Regions from separate parts of the Mus musculus genome. Here regions 1, 2 and 3 are each linked to region 4. A link is a contact called in public Hi-C and promoter capture Hi-C data. All regions are on one chromosome and are shown on one strand. The core of a region is the stretch at or near the end of the contact, and the rest is flanking DNA. Distances in the headings are between cores, read along the strand shown.

Region 1 (3,802 bases), core at 1,099-3,598, 430 kb after region 4:
AAAAAGGTGGGATTTCCAAGTCGCTAGAGGAGGAGAAGGGACACAACAACCACATAAGGCCTTAGGGCAACCAGAGCAGGTGGTGGCCTCCGACACTGGCAGATTGCTGATATAGGATAGCAGATAAGTTTAGGGCAATAGGTTCTACACCCAGCAATTGTGTTATCTGGCAAGTTTTAAAATATAAAACTGCCTAGTGTTTTCCATCCATGGAGCTAAGGTGGACAAGAGAAGAAAGAGAGCAAGTTTTCTTTTTTTCCCCTAATTTATTTGTTTGTAGATCTTTCTATGCAGCCCTGACTGGCTTGTGTAGACCAAGTTGGTCTTGAACTCGACAAACAGAGCTTGCCTCTGTCTCTATGGTGCTGGGAATAAAGGCATGTGCCACCATGCCCAGCCTCTGACTAATTTTTTAACTAAAGTGATGGGAATTCAAGGGAATTTTTTCTTTCTCTTTAGGTTCATGTAGTTTTACTATGCTTACTTTGTATTACAATATAGAATTCACAATCGTCACAAAGACCACCTTGCATTTTTCTAGGGTATTTACTGACTGACTTGATTCTTGAACTATGCAGGTATTAGACTGAAGGACCACTGCAGTTGACTGCAGTTTTTATTAAAATTTACTCTGAACCAAGAACCAGAGGAAAGCCCAGTAGAGAAATTGTGTTTAGCGAATCCTGGTTTTTACAAACAATCTTTAAACTTCTGTACTGTAACTTTTTTTTTTTTGGTCAGGTGAGATAAATCATGAGACATAGCAGGTGATGATGGCAAGCTTTTTAATGATGGAAGTTCGAGAGCTCAACTTTCAAAGGGAATGTCACCTCACTCTGTTCAAGGATTTTGGGTCCCAGTATGCCGATGAGGAGGGCTCCATTTGGAGCTGTAATCAGGATGGCTAGGAAGGCCACTGTCATCACAGCCTTCGCGTATCCTTCCAAGTGGGGTGCCATGACCCTTGCTGTTTCTAGAGCCAGAGGTCCTAAGACAGCCTGCAGTTGGGGATGATACAGGGGAAAAATGTTGCTCAGAGTCAACACTTGATAAAAGTAGATGGCTGTTATAGATGCACACAATGAAACTGAGTGATAAAGTACTGGAAGGAAAAAAACCAGGGTAATTTGTATCATTTAGTCATTAATTGTGTATTCTTCCTAGCAAATCTATCTGGAAGAAATCAGAATAGGGGAGAAGCAGGCAGAAGTGTTAAATTGAAAACATTTGTTCTAACTCATATGTGGGACACATGCCTCTACTTGTGTAAAAATGTTGGCTGGTGGGATAGTTAGTGGCAGAGCACTTGCCTACCATGTGCAAGATCTTGAGTTTGAAAAAAAATTGATACATTGGTTTTTCCAGTTCTTAAAATTTGCACAGAGTACAATGTAGGCCAGATGCCAGGAAGAGGGGACAAGGAGAAGCAGAGTAAACAAGCTGCAAACTGGGGGTGGGGGTGGGGTAGGGAGAGGCTCTTCTGCACAACTGCTTGCTTCTCACTCTGCCTGCTTTAGGAAATGACGAATAATGTGCAAACCCACCATGTATCACTGGAAGTGGGTGTAACAGACAGACAGAGAGGCATTCTCTTTATAGACCTAGTGTTTCCTAGAATAAAGCAGGTTATTACTGTTTATGACTTAAAGGTAAGATAAAGTAACTATAATATTGCTCGTGGATCAGCACTATATGACAGAAATTATGCTGAGAGTTTTACAGGAATTCTTTCACCCACTCCCACCACACCACCTTTTAGTAAATATGGTCCTAGGCCCTTATATAAAATGAGCAAATCAATGAGCTGAGAGATGAAGGAGTAACCAGCTAATGACCGAGCACGCAACAGAGCATTCAACACCAAGTCTGGCCTTAATGCCTTCAGTTCTAATCCTAATCATTTTGGGTTTCACAGAAATGTACAAGCTTCAATTTTGTAACAGCAAAATGGAGAAGAAAAAAAAATCCCAGGAAAGCAAGGTCTTAAGCTGCTATGTTAACAGTTGAACAATAAGTAACAATACCGCTTTATATTAGGAAATTATTGCAGAATTGGATGACAAAACTACAGTCTTCATTAATTCAGTCATTTGTTTGTGTAGGCATGCAGACCACGGTAACCTCTGTCCTGGCAAGGGGGTTTGTTTCTCAACTTGACACAAGTTAGAGTGTTTGGGAAGAAGAACCTCAATTGAGAAAATGTCGCTATCAGATCGCCTGTGGGCAAGTCTGCACAGCATTTTCTTGATTAATGATTGATGTGGGAGGGCCCAGCCCATTGTGGGAGCTGCTACCCTTGGATCCATCCGTGGTCTTGAATGATTTATGGAAAGCAAGCCAGTAAGCAACATTGATTCTCCATGACCTTTGCTTTGGGCCCTGCCCCAAGTTCCTGTGCTGACTTCCCATGATGAGGTCTGTGACATCGAAGTCCAAGATGAAATAACCCTTTCCTCCTCGAGCTGCTTTTGGTCATAGACAGAAACCTTAACTAAGACAACTTTTTATCAGGTATGATGACAAGCAGTAGGGGAAATGAAAAAGGAAACAAGTAAAATGACCCCCAAAAACACTCTCTGTCCTTCCTGGCAGTGACAGTTATGTAACATAAAAACAAATATCTGCATGTGCTTGTGTGCTGGAGGGAGTGTCAGGATGTGCAAAGATGTACTTACGAAAACCAGTGTGTCTCCAGAGTCATAACACTTACCTCTGTAGCAGCCAGTAAAATAAAAAATCATATATTATGATATATACTTATTTTATTTTAAACTTTTTGTTTGTTTTAAGATAGGGTCTATATATGCAGCCCTGGCAGTCCTAGAACTCGCCACATAGACCAGGCTGTCCTGGAGCTTACAGTGATCTGCCTGCCTCTGCCTTCCAGGGGTGGAATAAAAGTATATGCCCCGACACCCTTGATTTATTTTATACTTTAGGGAAGTAGAAAAAGAAAGCATTTTCATAAAATTTAGAGATTGTTATTTTCTTCTCAATTTCAGAGTAATTGCTTTAAAATAAACCTTTTAAAATTTTGTATTAAGTGTGCATGTGTGTACATGTGTTACATGTGTGTACACATGTGCGTGTATAAACATGTGCATGTGTGTAAGTATATGTACATGTGTTACATGTGTGTATGTGTGTGCATGTGTATACATGTATGTGTGCATGAGTGTGTGTGAACATGTGTATAAATGTTTGCGCACATGGGGAGGCCAGATGACATCAGCCATTCTCTTCTGTCACTCTCTGCCTTATTCCTGGGAAACAAGTTTTACCGATGTGCTGGAGGCTGCCAAGCCACATTAGTCCTCGTATCACCTCTGCCCCTGCCCTTCCTTCTCCACACCCAGTGCTGAGATCACAGGCTCTGAAGCCAAGCCTTTTTTCATGTAGGTGCTGGGGACCCACATTCAGCTTCTAGACTTGCGTAGCAACACTCTTTCCCCTTGAACATTCTCTCCAGCTCGGGGCTTGAAAATGTAAGGAACCAAACATGACAAAAGTTAGGTAAATTAGAGGATAATTTGTGATTTGAGAAATATTTTTCATTTAGAACTTTAAAAACTTGTCAAAACTAAAATTATTATAATGACTTTTATGTTCCTACCTGGACTGTAGCTTTAGGGATCCATGATAAAGCAATAAATACTTTCTCCTTAAAACGGAAGTTAGCAAAAGACATCAGTACAAAAGTGGATAAAATTCGAACAGATAGTGCCAAACCCAAGGTAGCAAGGCACATGCCTATAACACATATAAACAAATGTAAAAAACAAAGCTATTTTTGCAATGAGAG
Region 2 (3,859 bases), core at 386-2,885, 340 kb after region 4:
GCAAACAAGGCAAATTAACAAAGAATACAAAACAAAAACAACTCTGTCTCAAAAACAATAGCAATAAAAAGAACCACTAGGAATAAGCCCCCCCCTCCCCCATAACAGCTGCACCACTCCTTCCGATACCTGAAGGATCCTAGGACAGCATAGTGCAGAAATATCTGTGTAGCCATTTGGTTGCGGCATGATAGCCAAGTGATGGAATCAGCCCAGATGCCCACTAACAGACAAATGGTTAAAGAAAATCACACACACACACACACACACACACACACACACACACACACACACACATTTTCCATAGGAAAAATGATGTAATTAGGCTGTGCATGATGGTAAACACTTATATCTCCAGCACATGGGAGGAGGAGGCAGGAGGATCAGGAGTTCAGGTGGTCCTCAGTTACATTGGGAATTCAAGGTCAGCCTGAACTACATGGGATCCTGTCTCAAAAGCCAGAAAAAAAAAAGAAGGTAAGGATAATGAAGACAATAAAAATTGGTAACAAAACAACAACATAAGACAAATGAGAATGAAAACAAGATATGGCATGTTTTTACTCATGTTGACTCTAGATGTAAATATATGTATTCATAAGTGTACGTATATAGGACACCATAATGGAAAGAAACTCCTTGAACGAGGGAGGGATCACGTGGTGGCAAGACCCAGTAAAAAGTGAATATGGGCAGAGAACATGGTGCACTCACATGAAACTATCATAAAGAAACCTACCACACTGTTGGATGACAGACTCTCATTTAAAAAAAAAATGTCAGCACGGTATTCAGGCTTTAGGATTGGGGTGTAGTTCGGTGGTGGTACAATGTGTGCTTAGTATACTCATGGTTCTGGGTCTCTCTCTCTCTCTCTCTCTCTCTCTCTCTCACACACACACACACACACACACACACACACCACACACACACTTGCACACACTCCCCTCCCAAATATTTAGGCTCCTCATTAGCATCAACAACCAAACTTTACTAGTGCTCTCCCCAATCCCTTGTGTTTATTTCAAACCTGACGCACGAGGCTTCAAAGCAGAAAAAGAAAACCCGGACATCCTAGGGTCGGCGAACTTTGATTAACTAAAAGCTACAAGCATCCAGATGATTGCAACAGTAACCCTGTCCGGAGGGAGAAAGGTAAGTCCTCTTAGGAAATGCTTGAGCAGAGAATCACCACAATAAGTAGACAGCAGACATACCGTTTGTTTCATATACACAACTTCCGCCTTCCAAGGTCACTGAAGACCCAGCGAGGGAGGGTCAGTGTCCACAACTGGCCTGAACTCCCAGGCCATTCCCCCAACTGCCCACAGCTGCACCTACTGACCTGGACCCGCATGGGGGGTGTGGGGGGTGACTGTGCGTCCTACCTGGATCAGCCCGTGCTGGTGCAGGGCGCTGTGCACATAGCCGGGGACAGTCGCCGGTAGCTCCAGGGAGCCATTCCCGTTGCTCACCCGCCAGCTCCCGCTCAGGCTGTAGCTAGGACCTGCCACCACGCAGCCGGCCCGAAATAGCGCCAATATCAAGAGCAGGTGAAGATGCATGCTGACCGCTCGCAAGCAGGAACCCGGCAGTGTCGCCCAAGCCTTGCCAAGGCCTGGACGCTGTGTCCCCGCCCCGAGCACGGACCCGCCCCCAGGTCAGCTGAGCGCTTCCCGCAGCCCTGCAGGGAGGAACTGAAGCCGGGACCCGCCACGCGGGTACAAGCACCGCCCAGGGCCAGGGTCTCTGCGACCTGTGAGCTGGGCTTCTCGCTCCAGCTCGATCCTGTAAGTGGGGCGCTCATCCGAATGATGAAAAGCGACAGAAAAGTCTGGAAAGCAGAGTCTGACCATTTGGGAGACGACAGGTGCGCGTCCACAATAGTACGCAGGCTCTGCCCGGGGACAGCTCCTACCACGCCTGACCAGCAGATTGTACATGGTCCCCCGGCCCCAGGATTTGTCAGGCTGAACGCTCCCTCAATACGCGACCTGCTGGGACTAAACAGTGCTAACTATAAACTCGTAGGGTTGCTTCAACTGTTGACTGAGAGGCGCCATGTGCTCCCTGTTAGTGGTGGCTACATCATGGAGCTGCTTCTGAGGTTCCTATGAAACTGCGTTAGTGTTACAGGTGAGTCTGAAATTCCCTCCTTCACTGTTGAGTTGTGGGACTGAACAAGCAACAGAATTCCCATTCCCTGAATTTAAAAGAATGCAGATGCCAAGCGTGCTGGCGCACGCCTCTAATCCCAGCACTTGGGAGGCAGAGGCAGGCGTATTTTTGAGTTCGAGGCCAGCCTCCTCGAACAAAGTGAGTTCCAGGATAGCCAGGGCTACACAGAGAAACCCTGTCAAAAAAAAAAAAAAAAAAAAAAAGAATGCAGACGCTTAGCCGGGCCGTGGTGGCATACGCCTTTAAGCCCAGCACTTGGGAGGCAGAGGCAGGCGGATTTCTGAGTTCGAGGCCAGCCTGGTCTACAAAGTGAGTTTCAGGACAGCCAGGTCTACACAGAGAAACCCTGTCTCGAAAAAAACAAAACAAAACAATGCAGACACTAATTTCAGAGACGGAGACGCAGGCTGGGTTCTTCATCTTCTTTTAAATAAACAAAACACCCCACATTTTACTTACTAATTTCATGGAGGAGTTGAATGGGGGTTCCTGCCACAGCGAGCGTGTGGAAGTCAGCAGACAGCTTGTGAGGAGTCCCAGGGCTAGAACTTAGGGTGTCAGGCTTAGAGACATTCCCCCTTAACGGCTGCTCTATCTCATTGGCCCCTGGGTTCTTCTCATGAAGCAAAACTCGGAATATATATATATATATATATCTACTACAGCTTAAGCAAGGACATTGAGAGACGCTTCAGAAAGGACAGCAGTACCCAGAGGACAAAGTTCAGCTGTCTCAAGGCAGAAGAGCAAGCATAAGGAAGTTGAAGTTGGTGTTTTCTGTGCGTTTGAAGTTACACTGTTTAAAAGACAGGTGAAGGGAGGTGCAGGTAGTGGCTCACAACCTGTAAGCCTGAAGTCTAACGACACTGTGACTGGCTATAACCTGGAATCAAGGCACTTAGGAGACAGAGGGAGGAGGATCAGGAGTTCAAGACTGTCGTTGTCTACATAGGGACCTTGAAGCCAGCTTGTTTCAAAAATGTAACAATGGTTGGACGGGAGAGGTGACTCAGTGGTTAAGAGCACTTGTTTTTTGTTTGTTTGTTTGTTTGTTTGTTGTCTTTTGTTTAGTCGGCAGATCTGCAACTTCATTCGGCATTCAGCAGGTTAGTTCTCATCCACACCGACCTTCTATAGATTTCTGAATGTGGTACCAGGTAGGTAAGTTAACAGTTTGTAGAATTTGTTTGGTGAGTCCCCATCCTCATTATGTTTTCTGGACAAACGTACATGAATATATGATGGAGCATTGAGCCCGGCATCAGTGTAAACATCTGGAGTTCCCATTTCCTTCATGGCAAATGTCCCAAGGGGCACGCTCCTTGAAGCCTACTTCGGTGTGTGTGCTTGAGAATGCTAATGGCGCATTCTCTGGTCATCACTTCTTTTATGGCAGAATGGCTCTTCTGCTCGCCGCTTTTCTTTGTGGGAACCATTTTGCCAGGCCAAGTTCAAGAACACTCATTCTTGCAGAGGACTTGCATTCAATTTCCAGCACCCACTTTGTGACTCACAGACACCTGTAACTCTCGTCCCAGTAAATCCAAGGTCCTCTACAGACCTCTGATGGCATGAGACATGCATGTCCTGTACATACATATAGACATAAATACATACCGTTGAGATATAAATTCACATTAAATAATAAATAATTTTTCATTAAAGTAATAATAGCAAGTAA
Region 3 (4,195 bases), core at 330-2,829, 310 kb after region 4:
GTGACAATATGGCTCCCTAAACAAGACCCGGACAATGAAAGACCAAATGAGTGGGGACATTTTCACAGGGTCCTACCCCTAAGCAAAAGACAACCGCCTTCAAGTGACTGTGGAGAGAGGGAGGATTCACTTTCCCAGGAAGGGGTCCCTGAGTGGTTATCCCTGACATCATGTACACAAAAGCAACAGACTCATCAGGCCAGGCAGTGGTGGCACACGCCTTTAATCCCAGCACTTGGAAGGCAGAGGCAGGTGCATCTCTGAGTTCGAGGCCAGCCTGGTCTACAGAGTGAGTTCCAGGACAGCCAGGGCTACACAGAGAAACCCGTCTTAAAAAACAAACAAACAAACAAACAAAGATTGAGCTATACAGGCAAGAAAGCAGGGCATTTTCTTAATTAGTGATTATGTGAGCCGGCCCAGCCCATTGTGGGCAGTTCCATCCCTGGGCTTGTGGTCCTGGGTTCTACAAAAAAACAGGTTGAGCAAGCCATGAGGAGCAAGCCAATAAGCAGCACCCTCCACAGCCTCTGCATCCGCTCCTGCCTCCCACCCTGCTTGGATTCCTGCCCTCACTGCTTTTGATGATGAACTGTTACATGGGACTGTGAGTAAAATCAACCCCTCCCTCCCCAGGATGGTTGTGGTCACGGTGTTTCATTGCAGCAATGATAACCCCAGGTAAGACAGCAGCAAGGAGAGAACAAAATATTCAACACCACACCAAGCTTCAGATCACTTAATTCCCTCAGCCAACGAGGATGTTCGTTCACTGATTCAGAAAGTACCTGTGACGCCCTGTGACTCGGGCTGGGGTACATCAACGCACAGCGCTGGAACACAAAAACTTTTAAGCTGAGGATGTGGCTCAGCAGGGGAGCGCTTGCTTCTATACACAAGGCCCCAGGTTTCATACACAGGACCAAACAGTCAGGCATCTCTCGCAAGGAAGCCTCTTTCTTCCACCTTGAGTTAGGGAAAGGAAGTGGAAGGCCTCTATCAGAGGAAATGCTTGTGCAAATGTCATCAGGATGCAGCCTGCTCCAACGGGAGGAGGTGGGGCGAAGACTGAGCTAGGAGCTTGGGACATTAGCCTCCTGATGGTGCCAAGCTGTTGAAAGATAAAAATTATGAACTTTGAAAAGCATATCTAGTCTTATCAGCCCCTACCTCAGTACATATGGACGCAGAAGTCCCAGTTTCTGTTTTAAGGATAGGGATGCTGGGGGCATTTTTGTCCGAAGAGACCATGCCAACTGCTCCGTGGATAATTACTTGAAAGAAGGCAAATGGAGTTGTGGGAATACCGGCTAGGTGACTAGGGCAACGTGCTGTGCAAGAAGTGACTGGACCCAGAGGCAAAGAATAAAGGTTGTCTTGGAAATTGGCAGGAACTAGAATGTGGGATCCAGTTGGAGTAAACAGATCACTGATGGCGTGCCCTTGAGGGTACACCCTATCTCAGTCACTCCCTCCGTATCCCTCTGCTTCCGGGGCGCCACGAGGTAAGCAGCTTTGTCCCGCACTCCCTTCTACCTTGCTGTTCCACCTCACCACAGGCGCAGAGCCAGAGAGCAAGGACTGAGTACCTTTGAAACTGAAAATCAAAAGAGATGCTCCGCCAACCCCCAATCTGTACAACTCAGCGTGTTACCATGGTGATGAGAAGTGACGGACAAGAAGGGAGGAGGGAAGTAGAAAAGATAGAGGCGACTAATGTGCTGAGCAGAGGAGGAAGCAGAGATGTAGAGACTTTAGAAGGGTCAAACACTTGATGAAGAAAGTAACATTTGCAAGCAGGACCAGTCCGAGAAGGGGGCGGGGGCGGGGAGGCGGGGCGGGGGAAGGCAGGGGAGAAGAAGAGTAACATTTTCTTCTTAAAAGCTAAAATGTCTTCCAGAACTTTGGAATCAGAGGCAGGAAGATCCCTGTGAGTTCAAAGCCAGCCTGGTCTATATGATGAGTTCTAGGCTAGCCGGGGCTACATAGTGAGCCACTGTCTCAAAAAACAGAAACAGAAACAGAAACCAACCAACCAAACCTAAATGTTACATACAGTTATAATACAATAATCATGCATTAGTATATGTTCAAGTACCGTAGAACAGAATAAGCCTCAAAGAAAAATCATCTGTGGATCATACCTTCCCATTCTATATTTTAAGGTTCTAGCAGTAAAATATGAGAATATCTCAGGAAAAAATTTTTTCTTTTTTTCTTTTTTTTTTTTTTTGTTTGTTTGTTTGGTGGTTGGGAGTGGGGGTGATAGGATGTTTCTCTATGTAGTTCTGGCTGTCCTGGAACTCACTCTGCAGATCAGGCTGGTCTCCAACTCACAGAGATCTACCTGCCTGTGCCTCCCAAGTACTAGAGCTAAAGTGTGCACCACCACACCCAGCTGAAAATATATTTCTTTCAAGCAGGTTGCTAGTCACAAGACTCACTAGTAAGTTTTCACGACTGGTAACAGCTTTGATAAATATCAATGCTATAAAATAACTTATAGAGATGGGACTGTCACGCAGTTGGAAGAATTATCTCAGGGCTCTGCCTAACATGCACAGAGCCTTGGGTTTCATCCTTAGGGCCTTATAAAAGCAAGCAAGATTGTGCATACCTTAAACTCAGCACTCTGTAGAGAGGTGGGGGATGGATTGGAAATTGGAGGTCATCCTTGGATACATAGCAAGTTTGAAACCCACCAGGGCTAGAGGAGTCCCTGCCCGAAAAAAATATAATAATTTATAAAGTCCTATTAGCAGCTCCCCATATTATTAATAATATTATTATTAGCAGTTGTTCATATAAGTAATCCCAAGGCTTGGGAGGCTAAAGCAGGAGACCGCCGCTTTTAACAACATAGTAAGTTCTAGGCTAACCTAGGATATAACATCAAGTTCTGTTATCCACAGTGTGTGTGTGTGTGTGTGTGTGTGTGTGTGAACCTAAATTCTAAAACACGCTCCAGGAAGAAAACCTAGAAGAATGAGAATCCACCACAAAAATTCAGAAAATCTTGTTTTCAAGCCTTCAAGTCTGCCAGCCACAACGCTGCAGCCCACACACACTTGAGCGAACGAACATTCATTACCTTTCGGATGAAGTTGACGTGACATTCACCCTTCTGCTCCACCGGGGGGCACTCTGGGGGCACCCGGTAGCTAGTGTGAGCCTTGCTCTGACACTCTGCATACTGCACTGCTGACCGGAACTGCAGCTTTAAGGAGTTCACGTCTTTGACTACGTTGGTGACGTCAAAGCTCTGCAGGACAGAGGAAGGAAACACAGCTCCATTAGGAAGACCTAGTCTTGTGTATAACATTTTAGATAAAGGTAGACTACATGAAAGATACACACTACAGCCATGTCTAGAGCTAGTTTCATTAACAGAAGGAATCCCTCTGAAAGAGAACTTAATGGACGCCTTTAGTTACACCTCCAATCTCCTGTCCAAGCACAGATTCCTAGGCTTCTCCTATTTTTACAGGAATACGGCCCTAGAGAACTATGCAGAACAGAAAGTATCTTCATCCCTGGAACGACCTGTACACATGGCCTTGAGCTGCCAAAGATTCCTAGACACTATATAACAACCTGACCCACTGAAACACACGGTGTGTATTTCTAAGTCATCAGTGAGTTTTGCTTTCCAAAGCACACCCTTGAAACAGAAGGGAAGCACAATTTCAGAACAGATTTCCTTTTAAAATTGTCTGTCACTTGTCATTTCCCACGGACTTGGATCACCAGACCACTGAGGAGTGAACAGCCAAGCTGGAGCTGTAATTTCCTTCCTCGAGGCCCACAGAACCACCATGGGACTGGCACTGCCCCTAACAGCCTTCAAACGGGGCACCTGAGAAGCCCGGTCATTTACCAGTGTTTCAAAGGCCTTGACCTTGACGTATGGCAAATTACACAACGATCCTTCCCGGTTCACGAACATAAAGGCCAGCTCTTGTGAGTCTGGAGCCCTGTACTCACGTATCCAGTGAACATGTTGTCTGTCTTCCCAATGGTGACATTGTTGAACAGGATTTCTGCAACCGTGTCAACTCCATCAAAGATCAACTTTACCTTCTGCCATTCACTAAGAGACAACAAAAGATTTTTAAAACATTAACCCATGTAAGTCTCTTTGTCATCAGTTAAGAACTAACAAAGTAAAGATTCCACAGGAAACTATACACCCTTA
Region 4 (4,348 bases), core at 411-2,910:
ATTAGTACATGACTAGGTACGCATGTACTGAAAAAAATGTACGTTTTGTTATTTTGAATGAATTTTAGAGTTAAACACATGACATGACGTGACTAGAAAATGACTCCAACCCCAGGCTGGCACCAACTGAACCAGTAATCACGGGGTGATCTGAGTTTTAAGGTGTCCACAGTTTCCCCATCTGTAAGGTGTGCTGTTTCAGCCCTAACGGCCTTATGCAATATTCACAAGAGTGTTTTTAAATGGGAGTGGTCACTCACCCTGAAACTGATAAGGACCGCAGGTGACAGGTTCCTACTGCTGAATGTGTAAGTTAAGTAAATGGCTCTTTCCTTAAGAATTAAATATACCATTCCTATCTAAAGTTCATATCTTGGGTGAGTTTCCGCCCTCAACTACTTCGTAGACCTATCCGTTTTTCTATAGATCAACAAGTCCTCTGGTAGCTCAACTTCTCATTTTGGCTTGCCAGATCTCTAACTCAAGTCCCTTAATGCCCGGTGAACCAACCGGTGAGGATCAAATGACCGCTTCAAACTTGAAAAACTTCACGAAATCCTTTCTCTGGTGCTACTGCTCTGGGGATGGGAATCTGAGAAAACTGCAGAGAACGGGGCCACCCTTACCTGGTTGAAGTGCAGCTGGCCCAGGTCCAGCGCTCCCTGCTGGGATGCAGCCCCCAGACGCTCCAGCAGGCGCCCCAGCTGCGCGGCCGACAGGCTCCGGTTGGCGCCGAACACGCTCAGCACATCCTCACTGAAGGCGAGCTCCGGTCCCTCCGAGGGGTGTCCCAGGCTGGTGGCCGCCAGCAGCAGCAGCCCGGCCACTGCCCGGCCCGGAGCCATCGTGGAGCGCGCAGCTCCGGAGCTAGCTGATGCAGGGACCCGCGCCGGTGCCCCGGTGTCAGTGCCGTTAGGGTGGGGGTGGGAGGGTGCGCCGGTCCCGCGTCACTGCCTGGCCCAGTTAGCGAGACACTCCGTGCCCCCGCTCTGCAGTCTCAGACCTTCGGGGCATTGAAGAGGTAGAACAGCCAGAAGGGCGATAGGCAGTGTGGCCTCTCGGAGCCTCCTGCGGAGCCTGAGATAAAAGGAACAAAGGGGGACAGAGATAAAGGGCACTGGGTCAGCAGTCTGCGGGCCCCAGAGCTCTGAGTGGCCAGAGTCTCGAACTCCGAGCCGGGCGTGGGGCCAGCTGCCCGGAGCCTGGTTTGCTGAAGCCCCAGGATTTGCTTACAGTGTGGTGACTCTCGCTTGTCCCGGATATAAAGCCCCAACCGCGCCACACTTCGGGGAACTAAATCCTCTGACTGTGCAACCCCAACTCCTCTTCCTGTCTTGAGGCTTTTTTTTCCCGCCGCAGAAACGTGGAAGGGTCGGGACTGAAGCTCCCACCCCCCAAAAATCTGCAGAGAAACACTCCCTCGGGGTCCCCAGGTTCCCGCGTCTACGCTGGACCCTCTCTGCACAACTGGCTGTGAGCTTGGCAAGTTGAAACGGAGAAGTTGCTAGCCTCTCACCTCTACTGTCTATGTCAGCCCCTGAGGTTCAAATATATTCAAAATACTTCTCTCTCTCTCTCTCTCTCTCTCTCTCTCTCTCTCTCTCTCTCTCTCTCTCTCTCTCTCTGTCTGTCTTTCTCTCTCCTTTCTCTAAGAAACTCTGAGATCAGGCCCTGCACCCTTTAGAGATAAGAAGGGGAGGGAGAGTGTTGTCCCCGCCCCTGAAGCACGTGGTGTCACACTCCCCCAGGCTGATCTCCCAAGTGCGTCCACGCCGGGGCGCTTACCTCTCTGTCTGCCATCCCAGCCGCTGTGGTGCCTACTCCCTGGAGCCCACCTCCACGGTGGGATCCCTAGCCCCCTTCCTGGTGTCCCGGCCCACTTTTTTGGTGACCTCCATGAAATCAGCTTCCTGCAACGGTGTCTAGAGCCCCTTGCATTGTCTCAAAAATGAACAGGAATTGGTTTTTTGCCTCACTTCTTAAAAATCAGAGGAGAAAGAGGAAACCAAATCAGTCGCAAGTTGGTGGGCTAGCTGAGCCAGCAGGGGCCTCGCGGGCCCTTCCTGACGCCGCTCGGGATATCCGCAGATCACAAGGAATGTTTATTTGCTCAGACGAAGGTTCAAGAAAAGCTGAGTTGGGTGTCAGGTCAACAAGTTTGTGTAAAGTGAATGTGGTGTTTGGGGACAAAGGTTGTGTCCGGTGGATGAAACGATCTAGAAATAAAGAAATAAAGTGAAACCCGCTCGGCTGTCAGAAAAAGAATTCAAAGTGCTGTTCATGCCTTTCAGGATGGGTGTGTGTGTGTGTTTTACCCTCCTAAAAACAGCAAGTTTAAAAACAGGCAGACAGCTAACAGAAAAACAAGGTAGAAGGAAAAAGAAACTATTACTCATAAGAAATTTGGCGCTCTCCCTCTCTCTTTCTCTCTCTCTCTCTCTCTCTCTCTCTCTCTCTCTCTCTCTCTCTCTCTCTCTCTCCCCCCCCCCGTGTGTGTGTGTGTGTGTGTGTGTGTGTGTGTGTGTGTGTGTGTGTGTGGCAGGAGGGGGGGCGGGGGCGGGGGTGCTGGATTCTAGGAAGATGGGGGCCTAGGCAAGAACAACAGAAGGACTTTCCTGTGATAGAGGTGGGGATATGTTCCGTCTCACACCAGAGGCATTAGGCAGCTGTACAGGGCAGCTGCCAGGAGGAAGTTTTCTGCATAAGTGTGCCAAGCCTTAATGTGGAGAATAATTTCTTCATGACTGGAAGCAATTCAGATCAACAGATCCCAGGTGAGAAGCACTCACCTGTACATGACAAAAAGCCCTGCCTTGAAAGGCAGTGAACTAAATGATCCTGAGGCTGGACTCTTTCCAATTAAAAAAAAAAAAAAATCTGTCCGATGTTGGTATTAATTTACAGAACGGTACTGATGCTCAAAGGGCAAACCTCTCACAAAAGGGCCAAATGTAAGTTGATAGCACAAAGGAGCTCTTGCATCTACCCAGCTGATAAGTTTCTGATTAAAAAAAAAAAGTCTCTTCAACTTTTTAGTGGAGTTTTAAGTGTAGTATATTGTCTATTTCTCCCTTTTTGCTTTAGTGACAAACGAGCAAGTGGCTTCTGAGCACGAGTGGATCCTTTAAAAGGCTGGACTCCTTATCTGGCATTAAAGCCCTGGGAGGCCTTTGGTCCTGTGGAGGCCTGATGCCCCTGTGTAGGGGGATGCTAGGGAGGTGAGACAGGAGTGGGTTGGTGGGTGGGTGACCGAGGGGAGGGAGGGTGGGATTGGGGTTTGCAGAGGGGAATCTGGGAGAGGAGACAAATTTTGAAATGTAAATAAATAAAATAACCAATAAAAAAAGAAAGCTAGAAGGAAAAAAAAAAAGGCTGGCCTCCATCCAAAGGGTGGTCTCTTCTTTTCAGGATATCCACAGCTAACTCTGTGGATAAAAATGAAGTGCTGAGCTGTTTGGGTAGTGGACAAGTGCAGCGAATGAATTTTCAATAATACAAAGGTTACGTTGTGGATTTCTTTAGGTATAATTTATTTGACAGCCACTGGGTAAGCACATATTTACCAGCCAATTGAACCCTATGGAACAATAAAATAATAACCTGCTTGAAAACTTTATTAAGTACAGTTCATACAATGTAAGTATACAAGTTAAGAGAAAATACTTGGAAAATTGCAAGTTGACAGACAATTTGGGGCTAATGTCTAGTTCTTCTACCTTAATAAATTATCATCATTATAGCACTATTCAGATTTTGTTTGGTACTCAAACTGTGGCATTTCATCAGTAATATAACTAGTAATGAAAAAAAGCTACTAGTTTAAAACACAAGGTGTAATGCACAAAATACTTCCTTTTTAAAGAAATGTACTTTGAAATTCAAGTAGTTTTAAATGATAAAACAAGGTGAGCATACAACGAATATTGGCCGGAGGGTTTGAAAGCTACCGTTTTCTGTTTCCAACTGTCATGTGGAAAGTCACTTGAAAAACACAGGCATCTATTCAGTTTGCTCAACAAGAAACAAGGTAACGAGCCAAGTGAGGAATCAACCCAGACTCTTTGTTTCTGAGTATCTAACTTAGAAGTCACTTGTCAGAATAAAATATCAAAACACTTCGAAGAAATTAAAGATTAATTCTGCAAATGAAAGGTCTGCTAACTTCAATTTTACAATATTTTTGTTTGGTTGGTTGGGTTTTGTTTCTGTTTTTTGAGACAGAGCCTCATATAACCCAGACTGGTGTCAAACTTACTACTATATAGCTAAAAATAACCTTTGAGTTCTAATTCTCCTGCCTCTACCTCCCAAGTGCTGGGATTTGGGGCCTGTGCTATCACTCTGGTTG

What was found. Promoter capture Hi-C pulls out the DNA fragments that hold promoters and counts their contacts. A called contact is a pair of places that touch in the nucleus more often than the background predicts. Capture Hi-C pulls out chosen DNA fragments and counts their contacts.
Region 1: a contact with region 4 is called in a promoter capture Hi-C map of liver, with 2.4 times the contacts expected there. The contact joins the enhancer-like site here to the promoter of Slc39a8 in region 4. A contact is called at or near these places in 8 of 39 promoter capture datasets (the C10 cell line, embryonic stem cells, hippocampal neurons and 4 more), 9 of 484 Hi-C or Micro-C datasets (CD4 T cells, the G1E-ER4 cell line, the HL-1 cell line and 6 more), 5 of 115 datasets of contacts at active chromatin or transcription factors (bone marrow-derived macrophages, fetal liver, pro-B cells and 2 more) and 4 of 9 other capture datasets (adipose tissue, embryonic stem cells, liver and 1 more).
Region 2: a promoter capture Hi-C map of adipose tissue shows a contact between it and region 4. The contact joins the promoter of Manba here to the promoter of Slc39a8 in region 4. A contact is called at or near these places in 2 of 115 datasets of contacts at active chromatin or transcription factors (memory CD8 T cells and pancreatic cancer cells) and 1 of 9 other capture datasets (adipose tissue).
Region 3: a Hi-C map of regulatory T cells shows a contact between it and region 4, with 4 times the contacts expected there. The contact joins the enhancer-like site here to the promoter of Slc39a8 in region 4. A contact is called at or near these places in 4 of 484 Hi-C or Micro-C datasets (CD4 T cells, CD8 T cells, the G1E-ER4 cell line and 1 more), 3 of 115 datasets of contacts at active chromatin or transcription factors (effector CD8 T cells, extraembryonic endoderm stem cells and pancreatic cancer cells) and 1 of 9 other capture datasets (adipose tissue).

Annotation. Positions count from the first base shown.
Region 1 is chr3:135,394,792-135,398,593 of GRCm38.p6, reverse strand. It overlaps Slc9b1 (solute carrier family 9, subfamily B (NHA1, cation proton antiporter 1), member 1), which reads right to left. Exons shown (of 13, transcript NM_028946.4): 12 at 3,614-3,750; 13 at 767-998. The coding sequence ends at 786. Among named protein-coding and RNA genes, the nearest start is that of Cisd2, 27 kb to the left of the region's middle. Within about 2 kb of position 2,348, at least 12 of the 459 cell types and tissues checked have an H3K27ac peak or open chromatin away from gene starts, as enhancers often do. A contact at or near this core is called in liver, where this site is marked.
Region 2 is chr3:135,483,387-135,487,245 of GRCm38.p6, reverse strand. It overlaps Manba (mannosidase, beta A, lysosomal), which reads right to left and starts at 1,635. Exons shown (of 17, transcript NM_027288.3): 1 at 1,389-1,635. The coding sequence starts at 1,565. It overlaps Gm30992 (a long non-coding RNA gene), which reads left to right and starts at 1,645. Exons shown (of 3, transcript XR_376111.4): 1 at 1,645-2,136; 2 at 3,250-3,284.
Region 3 is chr3:135,510,870-135,515,064 of GRCm38.p6, reverse strand. Manba (mannosidase, beta A, lysosomal) reads right to left here. Exons shown (of 17, transcript NM_027288.3): 3 at 3,985-4,090; 4 at 3,092-3,262. Among named protein-coding and RNA genes, the nearest start is that of Manba, 27 kb to the right of the region's middle. Within about 2 kb of position 1,579, at least 43 of the 459 cell types and tissues checked have an H3K27ac peak or open chromatin away from gene starts, as enhancers often do. A contact at or near this core is called in CD8 T cells, effector CD8 T cells and regulatory T cells, where this site is marked.
Region 4 is chr3:135,822,969-135,827,316 of GRCm38.p6, reverse strand. Slc39a8 (solute carrier family 39 (metal ion transporter), member 8) reads right to left here and starts at 1,660. Exons shown (of 9, transcript NM_001135149.1): 1 at 1,517-1,660; 2 at 627-1,077. The coding sequence starts at 845.